Linked DNA regions of Mus musculus: all the other regions are linked to region 1. A link is a contact called in public HiChIP or PLAC-seq and promoter capture Hi-C data. All regions are on one chromosome and are shown on one strand. The core of a region is the stretch at or near the end of the contact, and the rest is flanking DNA. Distances in the headings are between cores, read along the strand shown.

Region 1 (4,740 bases), core at 1,617-4,116:
ACCTGCTCCTTTCACTCCCACTGGAGTGGAAGCCCAGTGACAGAAGAGAGTTTTTCTACCACTTCTCTGGTACCTATAAGTACTCAGCACACAAAAGTTATTTTACAACCACTTATTAAACTAAAGAATACAATCACCCAATTTAATTGCATTTTCAAGGTAAAGGCATGCTCAAAACAAAACAAAACACATGAACCAAGATTTAGTAGTTCATGTCTAATAATCCTAGCACTTGAGAAACTGAACCTAAGGCTGGCCTTGGGCTACATAGTAAGAACCTATTTCAAAAACCAGAGAAGCCTGGTAGACCGTGGTGGTGCACCACCTTTAATCCCAGCACTTGCAGGGGCAAAGATAGATGGATCTCGGTGAGTTCCAGGCTAGCCTGGTGTACAGAGTGAATTCCAAGACAGTCACAAAGCTACAGAGAAAAACTCTGTCTCCAAACAAACAAACAAAGTCACATGACAGTGATGATCTAGAATACTATCCCCATCTCAAAAACAGAGCACAGTTTGGCTTCAGATCTTTTGTTTCTCTCACTAGAAAAACTGGCTTTCTTCTATACAGTCCCTATTTCCTGGTAATATCCTTGAACTCAATGTTCCTTGAAGTGTTAAACACTCCCTTGGTAAACATACTGAGTATCTTAGTCAATGGTCTCACAATCTTGGGCCATGTTTTCAGTAAATAGCTAACAAGCACACAAGCACAAAATCTTGTCCTGACTCAGAACAGATCTAAAAATGATGTAAGCACTCTACAAACAAAATTAAATATAATTCAACTTAACTATGATTAAAAATATAATTTATGTACATAAATATACATACACACTGTATAACATACAGCCAATATGAATTCAATAAAGTATACATTAAGTATGTAATACAAATATATAATATAAGCTACATATAATAGTGTATCTATACATAACAGCAAACTGAAAAACAATAAGACAATAAAAATTCATATAAGTACTCAGAATATTGCTCACAGATAGGACTTATAAATTAAATATTTTTATCTAAACAGTGCCAGGTTATTAAAGTTCTGGACTTAAAAATACATTAAGGGGCTAGGGAGATGGCTTTGTTGGTAAGATGCCTGCCTGTCACAGCAAGCATCAGCACCTGAGTTCAGATTCCTAGCATCCATGTAAAAATCCATGCCTGTAATTCCAGTGCCAAAGAAGCGGGCAAGAAGATCCCTGAGGCTGGCTGGTCAGCCAGTCTAGCCAAACCTCAAGCTCCAAGTTCAAGGAGAGAGTCCTTGTCTCAAAAAACAGGGCTGACAGCAACTGAGGAAGACACAAGTAACTGACCTCTGACCTTCACACACATGCATACATGTTCCTACATGCACACAAATGCGCGCGCGCACACAGAAGCAAACTAGGGTAGAGAATAATTTTCTAAGTTTAAAAGATCCGAATAACTCAATGAAGTTTAGAAACTCACATTTCAGTAAGATGGTAGTATTTCTGAAAAGAATCTTTCCAAAATTAAAATAACCTTTCCCCTGAAAAGATAAAGGGAAGATAATTAACATCAGGGCATTTCGATTTTCAAGGCAGAATATGAATACCTACATTTATAAAATATTCAAAATTTTCTTAATCAAAAAGACAGTAACAACATTTTCTTTAGTGAAAGTCAGTCATATCCTAACTATTGGCTCTTGCCGCTCCCTACAGGCCACAGAGCAGGGACTCTTGAGTGGGAGGCTGCTACAAATTTCAACCTAACTTCAAAGTGGCTTGAGCTGGACAGTTCCTTTTTTACTCACGAATCATCCCTCAGAACAACCGACTTTTGAATAAACTTTCAGCAGTTTTACTTTTACATGTAAAAGGACTTAACTATTAATCATTTCAGTAACAAACAGAAAACTACAACTCAAAGCCCAAAACCCTTTACCAACATGAATACAACCTGTAATATTTGCCATATAAATGTACAGTGAACAGGACAAAAAAAAAAAAAAGGCAAAAAGGTCAACGAAATGGCTAATGGTTTTTAAAGCAGTTCTCACCAAAATCTGGTTTTTCTGGTTCAAAGTACTGTACTAAGTCAAACGAGATTCTAAAATGGGTCGACTTATCAGTTAACTATCCAAACAAAAGACTATCCTTACTACACAACATTTTAGAATTGTTTCGTTTTGGCTATTCCCATGTTAAAATGCATTTTTGAATCTCCAAGTCCCCTAATCACAAAAGACGTTTCCAAGTTTAAACCAAATCAAAACCCTTCATCCGTAGGACTATTTTTACAAACACACACACACGAGTTAAAAATAAAGACTTCTATTCACATCTCCCTTTCATCCAGCCCTAGTACTGGATTTTGTAACATTCTAGCTGAAAGAGAAACTACTATCTCTCCCTGTGTATTAAGTTTCTCTCCTGTTCCATGCTTAAAGTTCTGTTACTTTCCCGGTAAGAACACGCTTGGCCCCTGACACTCCTCGCCTACAGCAAATAGCTCAGCTCTCAGCTCAGGGCAGGTGGGATCCCGTCGGCAGCTACACGGACGCTCTGGGTATTCCACTCACTTTGGGAACCCGACTTTCCAGAAATCTTCCTGGACCCCTTGGGCCACCGTAGCCCCACCTCTTACCCCCTTCAGGCTCAGTAGCGACCCCAACACTCACCGACGGCATCGGAATGTGCCACTTCGATCTATCTGCAGCAAACACGGGTGCCGGACCTGCACCAAGAAACGATAATGGGAACGGCTGCGCCCCTAAAAGAAGAAAAATAACAGGAGACACCTGAAGCCACGCAGCCACCGCCATCTTCACAGCCATGAAGCGCCTACCCAAAGTATTGAGCCTTCTTCCGGCTAGGTAGTTCCGCCTTCTTCCGGCTCGTCCCACCCTCTTCCGGCGCTACTTTGTGGGCGGGATTATCCGGGTCCTTGAAACTGTGCTTCTTCCCACAGACGCTCAGAGCGCCCCAGAAACTTTGAGTCTACTGCGCAGGCGTCCTCCTGTTTCCCTGCGATCGTGGCCTGGAGGTGAACTAGCAGAGTTTTGAGGTCTAGTGCTTCCCTCTGTTCTTCCAGCCCTTAAAGGAACTCAGTGCAGCGGCCAAGGCTTTGCTTTTCCTGCTTCTTCCCGCCCCTCATCCTTTCCAAGTCAAGGTCAGGCGCAGGCCAGACGTCTGTAGAAGCGCGCACACTGGATGCATGATTGACATCAAGTACTGAGTTCTCTGGCTGTCGAGCTGTGGCAACAGAGCCTGGAATGTGACGGGGCTGAAGTAGAAACGATTCATTAGCTCCAAAGTCCCTTTTGACCCTGAAAGACTGTGGGGCAGCTGCAGCATAGTTTGACAGGCGACATCAGCGTCCAGCAGTGATCCAGACTGTACTCCCCATTCGAAACTAAAAGTGAGGAGAGATCAGGTCAGCTTTCGGTATTGTAGAGTGACAGCCACTAAGACTGACCCTTATTGGTGGTGCTTCCTGTTTCTCACACTCTTAGATTTTAACCTCTAGGGCAGCGAGCACATCTCCGCCAATAAAAGCAAAGTTCATCAGCCACTCTCAACCTAGAAATATTTACCAAGTACTTTATCCCTGTAAAGACGCTGGTTTACGCTTGAGATAATACCAGATGAAAAAAAATTAAGATTGGCTTCTGCCCGAAGGGGACTCTTGACTGTGATGAAGTACGGGTTATAATTTAGCAAGCCTGCTTGTCACCGTTTTTTTAAAGATCGCCTGAGACTGTGGCCTGAGAGTTAGGAGTCAGGCAGAGTTAACATCCTTGTGCCATGGAAGCAGCTGAGAAAGAGGAAATCAGGTAAAGGGCAATTGCTCCCCCCAAGAACGGACTCCAAAAACAACCTTCTAGCTTTGATGGCTTCACTTAGGTTTTAAAGCACTTCCTTGAATGCTTGCTATTTGCTTCATCGTTCTTTATTGGTTCTGCGGGGATTTGGGTAATGTTAATAGCTAACCTCTCATAAAGTACTTTCAGGAGGATTAGATAAGTTTAACAGTGGAAAGGTTGCCTTCCAAACTCTTAAATGGATTTTTGAGCGGGCTGCCCCTCCCCAAGGCTCATTCAACTGGAAACGGAAGACAGCAAGGTCTCCTCATGTTTGCACACTGGATTAAAATAAACGGTGCCAAACCAGAGTTTAATGAGGGTATTTCTTTCTTTTTTTTCTTATTCTTTTTTTTTCTTTTTTCACTATAAAAGTTTCTTGGCATGACTAGGTGTGTTTTATCTCTCCCGACCTGTTTTTATAGTTTAGCTTCTTTCAAAATCATGAACTCACTAACTGCAGGTGCAGAAAGCCACACCTCTTCACCAAAGCGAGTGCTCCTCACCCTCCAACCCCCTTATAGCTTATAGTTGTTTTAACCAGAGAAAGGCTAGTCAAAATACATATAAATAGTAGTAATGTATATCTTCTTACATTTTATTCCAGATACAGTTCTGGAAACTTGATGTTAAAGAATATTAACCTATAGATTGTTGGAATCCTCTTAGCAGTTTTTCCTTCTTCTGTATTTGTTTCTATTCTGACTCTGGCACCTGCACATATCTTTTTTTAAAAGGATTCGGAGCCTTATCTTGCAGTTGTATGTTAGACTTTAATAGAACATTTAGGTACACTGTGTCTTCAGGTCTAAACTCTCTGGAAGTATATGTCCTGAAAATATTTTGCTCTTTAAATAGGAGAGTAAGTTGCTTGTTTGGCTTGGTTGAGAGTTCAGGTTTTGG
Region 2 (4,740 bases), core at 607-3,106, 710 kb before region 1:
CCAAGACCTAGGTGTGTAGGTGTTTTTGCCTCTTAGAGATGCTGTCTGAAATCTTGAAGTTTCTTTGCTCTCTTGCCTCTAGAATATTCATAGTACTCAGTATGTCAAGGCTACCCATGTCTGAACCAACCACTTCTATCTTACGTTTCATCCCATCTCTTTTCTGAGTGTTTGGAAGGAAACTGGCCCCAGGCTGTTTGTAACATCCACATACCCTCTGATTTGTTATTTAACTGCTGCTGCCCATTAAGCTGTTACCTCGATCAAGAGTCAGGCTGTAGTCTGTTTTATTGAATAAGAAACATCTTTCCTCTAGCCTTTATCTTTTGCTTTCTTTGCTGCATATTTATATAATCACTTGCCTGGTGTTGTGTGTGGCTTACATACCAGCAGGATGCCAGCATGTATAGCACCTGACTGACAACCCAATCCTCCTTTTCCTTTGGTGGTTTGTGGGTAGCCGTTACTAGGTGGACTCAGAGTTGAGATGTGGACCAGGCCTTTGCACTGACATAAGCTTGCATTTACTCTTCAGTTTCTCTGATCCTTGCAACCTTCAGGATAAAAAGTAAACAAAACACCAAAGTTCAGAAACCATGGCTTCTTAGATACCTCTCATGTGGCTGTTAGTATCTAGAATAAGAAATACAGAGCCCTCCTGTCAAACACCCAGTTCATATAAAAATCCCATAATGCTAAGGATCTTAGAGATCACCTGGACTCCTGTATTCCTCAGATAAGAAAATAGAGGCTTGCACCTTTCACAGGTAGCAACAGAGCTACCCCTTCACTACTGCCTCAGTCCCCGAACAAATCATGAAATTTAGCTCATTCCTTTACTTCGTCCTTCCTGGAGGAAAAATCAGAACATCAATTCTGACCTGTTTTTCCTCACTCCCCTTACTGTTTCACTCTGACAATGAAAGACTTCATTTGTCCTGTGTTGAGAGTCACAGGACAAGGGAATAAAGGTTTTGAAGGAACAGGTGAGCAGTCTCTAGCTTAAAGATGAATAAGATAATTCTGTATTGTTTCTCTTGCCTGTCTTCCCTTATACTTTAATAGAATCTGTATTGTGGGAGAGTAGGTATTGCACAATATTTGATATATGTGCTTAGACCAAAAACATAGGAATATCTGACTTATAGATTTTATTGTAAAATACTACAAATATGATCTACTCTCCAGAGGCCAAAAAAAAAAAATCTTGGGATGATTATTGGAACTCTTTGAGTCTCCCTGAAATTCTCAGATTTTAAGTATTTACCCATGGGTAGTAGGAATACAAACAGTTCCCTGTACTTAGGTGCTCAGAACTAAACAGAAGTCTTTGGACTCCACCGAGTGTTTGGTCATCAGGTGGACACCTTCAGCCGGAAATTTGTTTTTTAAAAAGTGTTTTCATTAATTTTTTTGTGGGCAGGCATAAGTCACAGCACACATGTTGGAGGCCAGCACAACTGTCAGAAGTTGGGTCTCTGCTCCCACTATGTAGTCATTAAGCTTGGCAGCAAGTTCCCTTACCCACTGAACATTTCACTGGCTTTAGGTACAGCATTCTAATTCCCCATAGGGTCACTGGTTGCATTAATTGGCTATTTTCCTTTGGAGGCCTGAGTCAGGCTCATGGGGGCTGGTGGGTGTGTGGTGCAGCTTTGTATCTTCTTTTGGAAATTGTTGGAAGAAAATCAACCAATACCCTTTTCACATTTAGGTTTAGCAAAAAGCTCTCTTTTAAATTGGCATTTAAGTTTTTTCTGTTTTTCTTCCATTTTAACCCTTGTCTTTTGTCCCTCCCCATAAAGCAGTGTCTTATGCAACAGTTGCTGGGCTCACACTTAGGCAGAGAAAAAGGAAGTGGAAGGACAAGAAGCCAGTGGCTTCACTAGTGTGACTCTAGGTAGTTTTTGCTCTGGTCCGTGCCCACCTCCCCAGGGAATCCAGAGTTTGGCTCTGTTGCACATTAGAAACCCACACCTGTCGGCAAAACCAGCCCTAGCCACTCTGGCTCACATGGGACCCTGATAGTGCAACCTTTTACTCTAAACCACCTCACATTTCTGTTGAGGAGTCCACAGTATTCAAACACTGTTTGGGAAAAGTGGATTGAGGCCATTTTCCTAACACAATAGATACAGAGTACTATGTGCATTTTTGTGCTATTTCTTGTAACAAGAATCAATGGAACAATATACATTACTGGTTCTAATATTGTCTGCATAAAAAATTGATGTAGTTTTAGCTCATTTAGCAAAAACTGAACATTGTGGACTGTTTTGAATTATTTTACACTGACTTGAAAATCATATTCCTTAAGGATTTAAAATTAGAAATGCCTAAAACTTCAGGTTTAAGAGAAAATTACAACTTCGTTCTAGATGATGATCTAGGTGTTGGAATGCAAATTTATGTATAACAGGCACTATTCACTCTCATAGTATTTCATAACATGCAGGTGTTTTCTTTTCATTCCTCATTAAATGGAAAAGTAAGTGGCAGTTAAAGGGACTGTGTCCCAGGTGTAAGTCAGCACTCGGGAGCAGTGACAGATTGAGTTCTACCTGGGCTCTGTAGGAAGACTTGGTCTTCAAAAACAGAGCAAGTCATCTTCAACAGTGTCTTTATCAAGATGAAGTAAGAGTGTGGGTCTTAGGGATAGCCTCTGTGGGAAACTAATAGGATGGCTACTTCTCCAGAATTACCAAAACAACAGAAACTACCCATCATAAATGTACTGCACTGGGTTTACCGTCATCCTATTAGAGTAGGAGCAAAGATGCTGTATTTTTGCTAAATAGTAGATATAGACATTTTAGGGTTTTTTGTTTGTTTGGTTGGGTGGCTTTTGGTTTTTCGAGACAGGGTTTCTCTGTATAGCCCTGGCTGTCCTGGAACTCACTTTGTAGACTAGGCTGGCCTTAAACTCAGAAATCCACCTGCCTCTGCCTCCCAAGTGCTGGCAGCCACCACTGCCCGGCTGAAATTTTAGTTTACAGATTTGAATCTTCTGTGCTGATGAAAGGGTCATCATAATTTAGTAGACATTCCTTGTAGAATGGAAATTAAAAAGTAGACTACAATTCATCATTTTGTTTTTCAGCTAAAGTCATTCTAAAACAGCAGGTTAAAATATCAGAAGACTTTTTGGATAGAATTGCAAGCATGTGCTACCTATTGTTTTAATGACCAGATTTCAGGTTCCTTAAGTTTAGAACTCCAGGACCTCATGTTTATGATTTAATGAAACACTGTTACAGCATAATCCAGTTTACTTTTAAAAAGTATGTATGGGTATTTTGCTTGCAACACTTGGACTGCAGTGGATTTCCTAAAATTAGACTCAACACATGGCTACCATGTAGATGCTGGAAGCTAAACCTCAATTCTCTGAAAGAGCAGCCAGAACTCTTAACTTTTGAGTCATCTCCAGTCTCCAGTCTTTATGATATTGCAGTCAGTAAAGCTCCTGCCGTGCTGGCATAAAAACAGGAGTCCAGGTCCCTAGCACCCACATAAAAGCCGGAGGTGCATGTCTATAACTCTACCGCTGGGGCCAATGAAGACAGACATCCCAGAGCTCCTTTCCACCAATCTCAGTGAGAGACCCTGTCTCAAACACTGAAGTGGAGATCAGTTGAGAAATAGACATTTGACATTGACCTCTGGCTTGTACATGCACAAGCTTACAAATGCTCTCACATCCACATGTACTGTGCACTACCCACAGCAAAGTAAGGAAAACAGCAGAAAGCAGGAGACACTGGAGCACAGTGTATTTGTGAGTTAGTTCTGTACTAACTAGCAGTGGGACTTGGTGCTTGTCTGTGTGACTTAATTAGGTCCTCTGCAAGAGCAAGGTGGACATAAAACTGTTGAGCTGTCTCCCCAGCAATTTCACAGGCCAGATTTTTTTTAAAAACAAGATTCAGTATTCAGACTTAACAGTCTAACTTTACTTACTGCTTCCTTGGAGTTGCCAGTGCTATTCATGCCAAAGAGTGGCTCTTGTCCTTTCTCCCTGTGTTTCTTGTTGTTTTCTCCTGCAGGAAGCTCTGTCTTCCTGAGACCCACATGAGTGCTCAGCTGTCCTAAGTACTCTAACCCAGCATGCTAGCCCTCAGCATTTGGTGCCATCTCTACCACAAAAAAATAGAAAAAACTTGTTTTCTCTTGGTTTTGTGTTTGTTTTTAAAAACACAGTCTTACTATGTGGCTCCAGACTAGCTTTAAACTCGGAATCCCCCTGCCTCCCCTTCACAAGTACTGGTATTATAAGCGTGTATCACTTCATTAAAGTGCCTAGTCCTATTTCAATTTTCCTTTTTCCCCTCCTTATAGTGGACATTTGGGAGCAATAAAAATAAGAAGAAAGGAAAAACCAGAAAAGTAGAGAAGAAAGGAGCCATGAAGAAGCAAGCCAACAAAGCTGCCTCCTCGGGCAGCTCAGACAGAGACAGCTCAGCTGAGAGCTCTGCCCCTGAGGAAGGTGAGCCCAGCATCCAGTCCAGCAGGAGTGGGGAGAAGGGGCCATGGGTCTTTAATACCAAAGGGTTGGTTAGGCTGCTGAAGTGTGACCATAGATCTCCTGTGTTAGGCTCAATTTTGAGTGTTCTCTTCTCTCTTTTCTGAGAAATTATTGGTCTGACTGAGAAGGGAAATCTTTGAAACAAATACCAAATCCCATAGAAAATATTCCTCCATGAAGATAATCCATAAATTTTGCTGTTTTTGTCAATTCTA
Region 3 (4,740 bases), core at 727-3,226, 560 kb after region 1:
GAAGGACTTGAGGCTCCAAGGAGTGGGGAGACTTGGGGGTGGGAGACATCCTCTTGGAGACAGGGAGGAGAAATGGGATAAGGACTTGTTGGGGAGTAGACTGGGAGGGGTAACAACTGGACTGTAAAAAAGATTAAAGATAATTTTTTTAAAATGGGTCTTCTAATGTACAAGTTTTTAAAATGTAACCCCACATTTTAAAAATAATAGTTTTTTATTAAATGTGAACTAATAGAGAACAGATTGGAAAGTAAAAATATCCCTTATAACCTAAAATGCTTGAGTATACATTTTCATTTTTTACTATATAAACCTTTAAAAATTCAATATAATGATACATAGTAAGAACTACTTAATACAGTATCTTCATTCACATTAATGTTCTACTACAATGACCATCTTCTTCCTTTCAGTGTTCCTAGGGGAAAAACCAAAAATATACTAACTCAGGGAGAAGATGATGAGAATGATGTAATTTGGACTTTTTCTCAGAACGTCCTCTGCACACATACAGTAAGGAAGCACGAGACCACCTGTGAGCCATACTTTCAGCCCCTAAAAGTTACAGAAACCTTTCTTAGCTTGCAGTTCACACAAAAGCCACAAGTTAGACTTTATTCAGGCTCCAATGTATTGATTGTCAATCCCAACAACAACAAAAAACAAACAAAGCAACGACAACAACAACAAGCCCTGTGCAACTAAACTTCAAAAAGATGCTAATGGAAAGGCAATATCCCCACATCTTTGTCTTTTTGAGACAGGATTTCCTACATAGCCCAGTGAGGCCTTGAGTTCTGATCCTGCCTCAGCCTCCCTGGTGCTAGAATTAAGAATTACAGGAGTCTACCACCATGCCCAGCTCTCATACCTTTTTGTTTTAATTTCTTTTTAGATTTATTATTTCACACATGGAGGTATTATACCTGCATGTGTCTTTGCATACCCATAAAGATCAGAAGAGAGCATCAGATCTCCTAGGACTGGGTTACCGATGGCTATGAGCTGTCATGTGGGTGCTGGGAATCAAACCTGCGTCTTCTTAAAGAGCAACCTGTGCTCTTAACCATTGAGCCATCTCTCCAGCCTTAACCCACAAATAAATTGGCCCAGTAACACAAGAAAAATGACCTGACCTAAATCTATCAAAGTTTTGTGGAACAACCTGAGTCCATCAATAGAAACACAGATAGTCAAAATGTGATGTTTTATAGCAGAATGTTATTCAAACTTAAAAAGGAAGGAACCTATGATATATGCTGCATTTGAACTTGAGAGTTTTATACAAGTCAAGCCAGTCACAAAAGACACTGCCTGATTTCCACACCAGGAGAGGCACTTACAGAAGTCACATTCACAGAGACAGGAAGCTTCTGATGGCTCCCAGGAGAAAAGCAAGGACAGGAGAGCCACCATTGACTACTTTGTCTTCACAAAGTGAAATGAAGTATGGAGCTGGACCGTGGACATGGGTTCACAGAATGAGCTTTGAAAACTTACCACCCAGCTGCACACACACACTTAAAAATGGTTCAGATAATACATTTTATATGCCTTTTACAAAAACAGAAATTGGACAGGAGGATGTCTTTCAAATTAAAAGCACAAATTCTTCAACCTCAAACAATCTTTCTCTACAGATAAAGTCTCAGACATGCCTTTTTTTTATATGCACATGAATAAAACACACATGTAAATAAGTAAAATAAATGTAAAAATTTTTAAGAAAATAAAAAAAGTATGAAACTGAACGAGGTGTTTGACGCCTGTAATTCTAGCACCTGAGAAGCTGAGCAGGAGGACTGCCATGAGTTCAAGATCAGCCTGAGTATACAGTACAGACGCTGAGTTCTGTTCTCAGCATCACATATTACGTTTGTCTAAACCAATGCTACTCAGCCTCCTAGCACTGTGACCCTTTAGTACAGTTCCTCACATTGTGGTGACTCACAACAATATAATTATTTTCCTTGCTACTTCATAACTGTATTTGCTACTGTTATGAATCATAATGTAAACATCTGTGTTTTCTACAGTCTTGGGTAACCTCACAAAGGGGTGGAGACCCACAGATTGAGAAACACTGGTCTAAAGCAACATTGTATTGAACATGAAAAATACACAAACAGAGGACCAAGGAAAACCTTCAGTGGCAGAAGAGTCCAAGACAGTATTTGGGAACAATAAAGAAACAAAGCTTCAGCTCGTTTTACAGAATGACAACCTGACTCAGAAACACACAAAACATACACACAAATATTATAGCATTTAAAAAGTATTAGCGCTGGGAATATAGCTCAGTGGTACAGCACTTGCCTAGCATGTATGAAGTCTAAGTTCAGTTCTCATTACTTTAAAACTGTATTTATTGGACTAGGTTATAGCATGATGATAGAGTTCTTGCCTGACAAGTGTGTACAAAGCACACTAGCTTCAAACTCCAGCACTGCGAGATAACACACAAGGACTGAGAATGTAGCTCCATTAGAGTGTTTGCCAACCTCTCGTACGGCTCCAAGTCCAACCCCAGCACAGATAAAATCAGGTATTCACCTACACAATATACCAAAAAGTATCTAGGAAAACTGGATAATATAAAATATAAATAAAATTTTCGGTTGGCTTTTGCCCCACCTAGAGATGGAGTCTGCCCTTGCCCCTTTCTCCTCTACCCCTTTCTCTGGCACATTACATATTCCTCCTACCTATGGTTAACAGAATAGCTGTGCTTCTTTCTCTTATAAAGTATTCCTTGTCTGAGAATCTACACAAGGTAGAAGTCATTTACAAAGTTTAACAAGGAAATGAATAATTCTAACCTGGAATCCAGACAGAGGGAATTTCAATACTATTAAGGCTCCCTATGTGACCAACTATAAAAATGTTCCATTTTCTGTGTACTTTCCTTTGAGGAGAGTACTTTAGGCTTATAGACATTCTTTTCTTTGTTATTCAAAAGCCTCTTTGTCTATATATGTAGTCTGTGTTAGCCTAGAACTTTCAAGTTTACAAAAGATATGGACTATGTAACTTCGAAATGTTATTTACATTTTACACAGTACTTGAGGCATATTAAATATACAAAGAGAAACATGAATCTTCATATCTATCTGAGCCCAGAATACAGAACCAGCACTATTATGTGAGAAATACATTTTAGCTCTAATAACAAAACTATCTAATAATTCAACAGAAAAGGAAAAGTCTCAACCCCATTATTAATTAAGAGAGCACAAGAAGAACTAAGTCTGTAGACTGATGCATTGTCTACCATGCTCAGGAGTTTCCTGAGAACTGATAATTTTATAACAACTTACAGAGGGTCAAATCTTCCAAGAATGTAGGAAAATGGAACTCACATATACAGTTTAAGAATCTCAATTGGTATAATCACATCATACATTATCTAAGTATAATTAAAGATACACATCAGAGCTATTTAGCAAGAAATAAAACAGCTCAAAAACTTGGACTAGGTGGTCATGAGATTCCCACTAAGTGGTTTTATACATATAGTTTTCATACCTTGTAACGATGGTTTTTATGAACACTACTTTGGAAGCAGTCCATACAGAGCACACACGTTGGATCAATTGCACAATCCCTAAAGAAAATAAAGAATTAGATTCCAAAAACCAACTTGCGCTGACACTTAAGGTACAACTATAAAACGAATGAGCTTCCTGTGTGGTGGGCAAAATAACACCGGATGCCCCAAAAGCTGAGTTCTAAGAACACCTGGAAAAAAAGACAACGCTGCCTCCATAATTTAGCCTCCTTTCTAACACACCTGATTCCATAAGATGTTCAGTTTATAACTTTGAGCTTTACCTGGCTTTTTAAACTGTTAACTCTGTGGGAACTAGAGGAAAATTGTTTTTGTTCATTATCTGCCATTGTTTGCCCTCTAACTTACAGGCACACTTCTGTGCACTGTAACTGAGGTTCAATAAGACAAAACTCATTGGTTATATATTGGTAGATCCCAAATACCTCAAGCAGTACCTGGCATGTAAGCATGAGCGTGGAGTCACCAAGAGGCACCCAGTCCCTCTTTGCTCTCCCTTACGCGCTTTTACAACACATGATTCCATTTCACATTTTCAGAGAAACGCAACAACAACCTAAGTTACTACAAGGTACAGAATTAAATTTTTTGAATATTTGAAGAGACAAAATTTAAAAGTTTAAAAATAAAGTTTAGAGTTGGGTGTGCTGGCATACATCTGTACTTTCTGCACCCTTGAGGCTAAGGCAGAATTGTTGAGAGTTGAAAGACTGAGCTACTAGTGAGTTTCTAGTGAGTTTAGGGCTAGCCTAGGCTATATACTAAGAACCTATCTCAAAAACACACACACAGAGAATTTTAGGACTGGAGGAAGAGAAAGAGGAAAAGGGGAAAGAAGATGAAACTTAAAACAGCTGCTGACAGGACCTAAAATTTGCCCAAAATTCTGTAAAATTCTCGATAAAAAATATATAATCTACTCTGTTTAAAGCAGTTTCCAAATTAAAATTTATTTTTAAGAATTCCAGATGAGCATTGCATTTTACAAACATACAAAATAAAAACATTGTAAGATACAGGAAAAAAAAACAAACCCACAAACCTCTTAACTATACACAATCAGTGAAGCCTACAATGACAGTCAAGCATAGACAATGAAACTCTACTGGTAAAGGCTAAAAAGTCAAGTTGTAACCTCAAACTCAAGCAAAGAAGAAAAGCACAAAGTGGTG

Evidence for each region. Promoter capture Hi-C pulls out the DNA fragments that hold promoters and counts their contacts. HiChIP or PLAC-seq counts read pairs in DNA pulled down with a chosen protein or histone mark.
Region 2: a contact with region 1 is called in a promoter capture Hi-C map of hematopoietic stem and progenitor cells, with 2.5 times the contacts expected there. The contact joins the enhancer-like site here to the promoter of Tmem87a in region 1. A contact is called at or near these places in 5 of 39 promoter capture datasets (the 3T3-L1 cell line, the C10 cell line, hematopoietic stem and progenitor cells and 1 more) and 2 of 9 other capture datasets (adipose tissue and liver).
Region 3: an H3K4me3 HiChIP or PLAC-seq map of bone marrow-derived macrophages shows a contact between it and region 1, with 3 times the contacts expected there. The contact joins the enhancer-like site here to the promoter of Tmem87a in region 1. A contact is called at or near these places in 15 of 39 promoter capture datasets (the 3T3-L1 cell line, the C10 cell line, HPC-7-derived erythroid cells and 7 more), 2 of 484 Hi-C or Micro-C datasets (both in nephron progenitors), 11 of 115 datasets of contacts at active chromatin or transcription factors (the 230-238 cell line, astrocytes, bone marrow-derived macrophages and 6 more) and 3 of 9 other capture datasets (adipose tissue, liver and pancreatic islet).

What each region holds. Positions count from the first base shown.
Region 1 is chr2:120,401,250-120,405,989 of GRCm38.p6, forward strand. It overlaps Tmem87a (transmembrane protein 87A), which reads right to left and starts at 2,867. Exons shown (of 20, transcript NM_001110496.1): 1 at 2,656-2,867; 2 at 1,461-1,521. The coding sequence starts at 2,811. It overlaps Ganc (glucosidase, alpha; neutral C), which reads left to right and starts at 2,647. Exons shown (of 24, transcript NM_172672.2): 1 at 2,647-3,810. The coding sequence starts at 3,782.
Region 2 is chr2:119,696,780-119,701,519 of GRCm38.p6, forward strand. Rtf1 (RTF1, Paf1/RNA polymerase II complex component) reads left to right here. Exons shown (of 18, transcript NM_030112.2): 3 at 4,339-4,486. Among named protein-coding and RNA genes, the nearest start is that of Rtf1, 24 kb to the left of the region's middle. Within about 2 kb of position 1,857, at least 35 of the 459 cell types and tissues checked have an H3K27ac peak or open chromatin away from gene starts, as enhancers often do. A contact at or near this core is called in hematopoietic stem and progenitor cells, where this site is marked.
Region 3 is chr2:120,957,560-120,962,299 of GRCm38.p6, forward strand. It overlaps Ubr1 (ubiquitin protein ligase E3 component n-recognin 1), which reads right to left. Exons shown (of 47, transcript NM_009461.2): 3 at 3,526-3,604. Among named protein-coding and RNA genes, the nearest start is that of Ubr1, 11 kb to the right of the region's middle. Within about 2 kb of position 1,977, at least 22 of the 459 cell types and tissues checked have an H3K27ac peak or open chromatin away from gene starts, as enhancers often do. A contact at or near this core is called in bone marrow-derived macrophages, where this site is marked.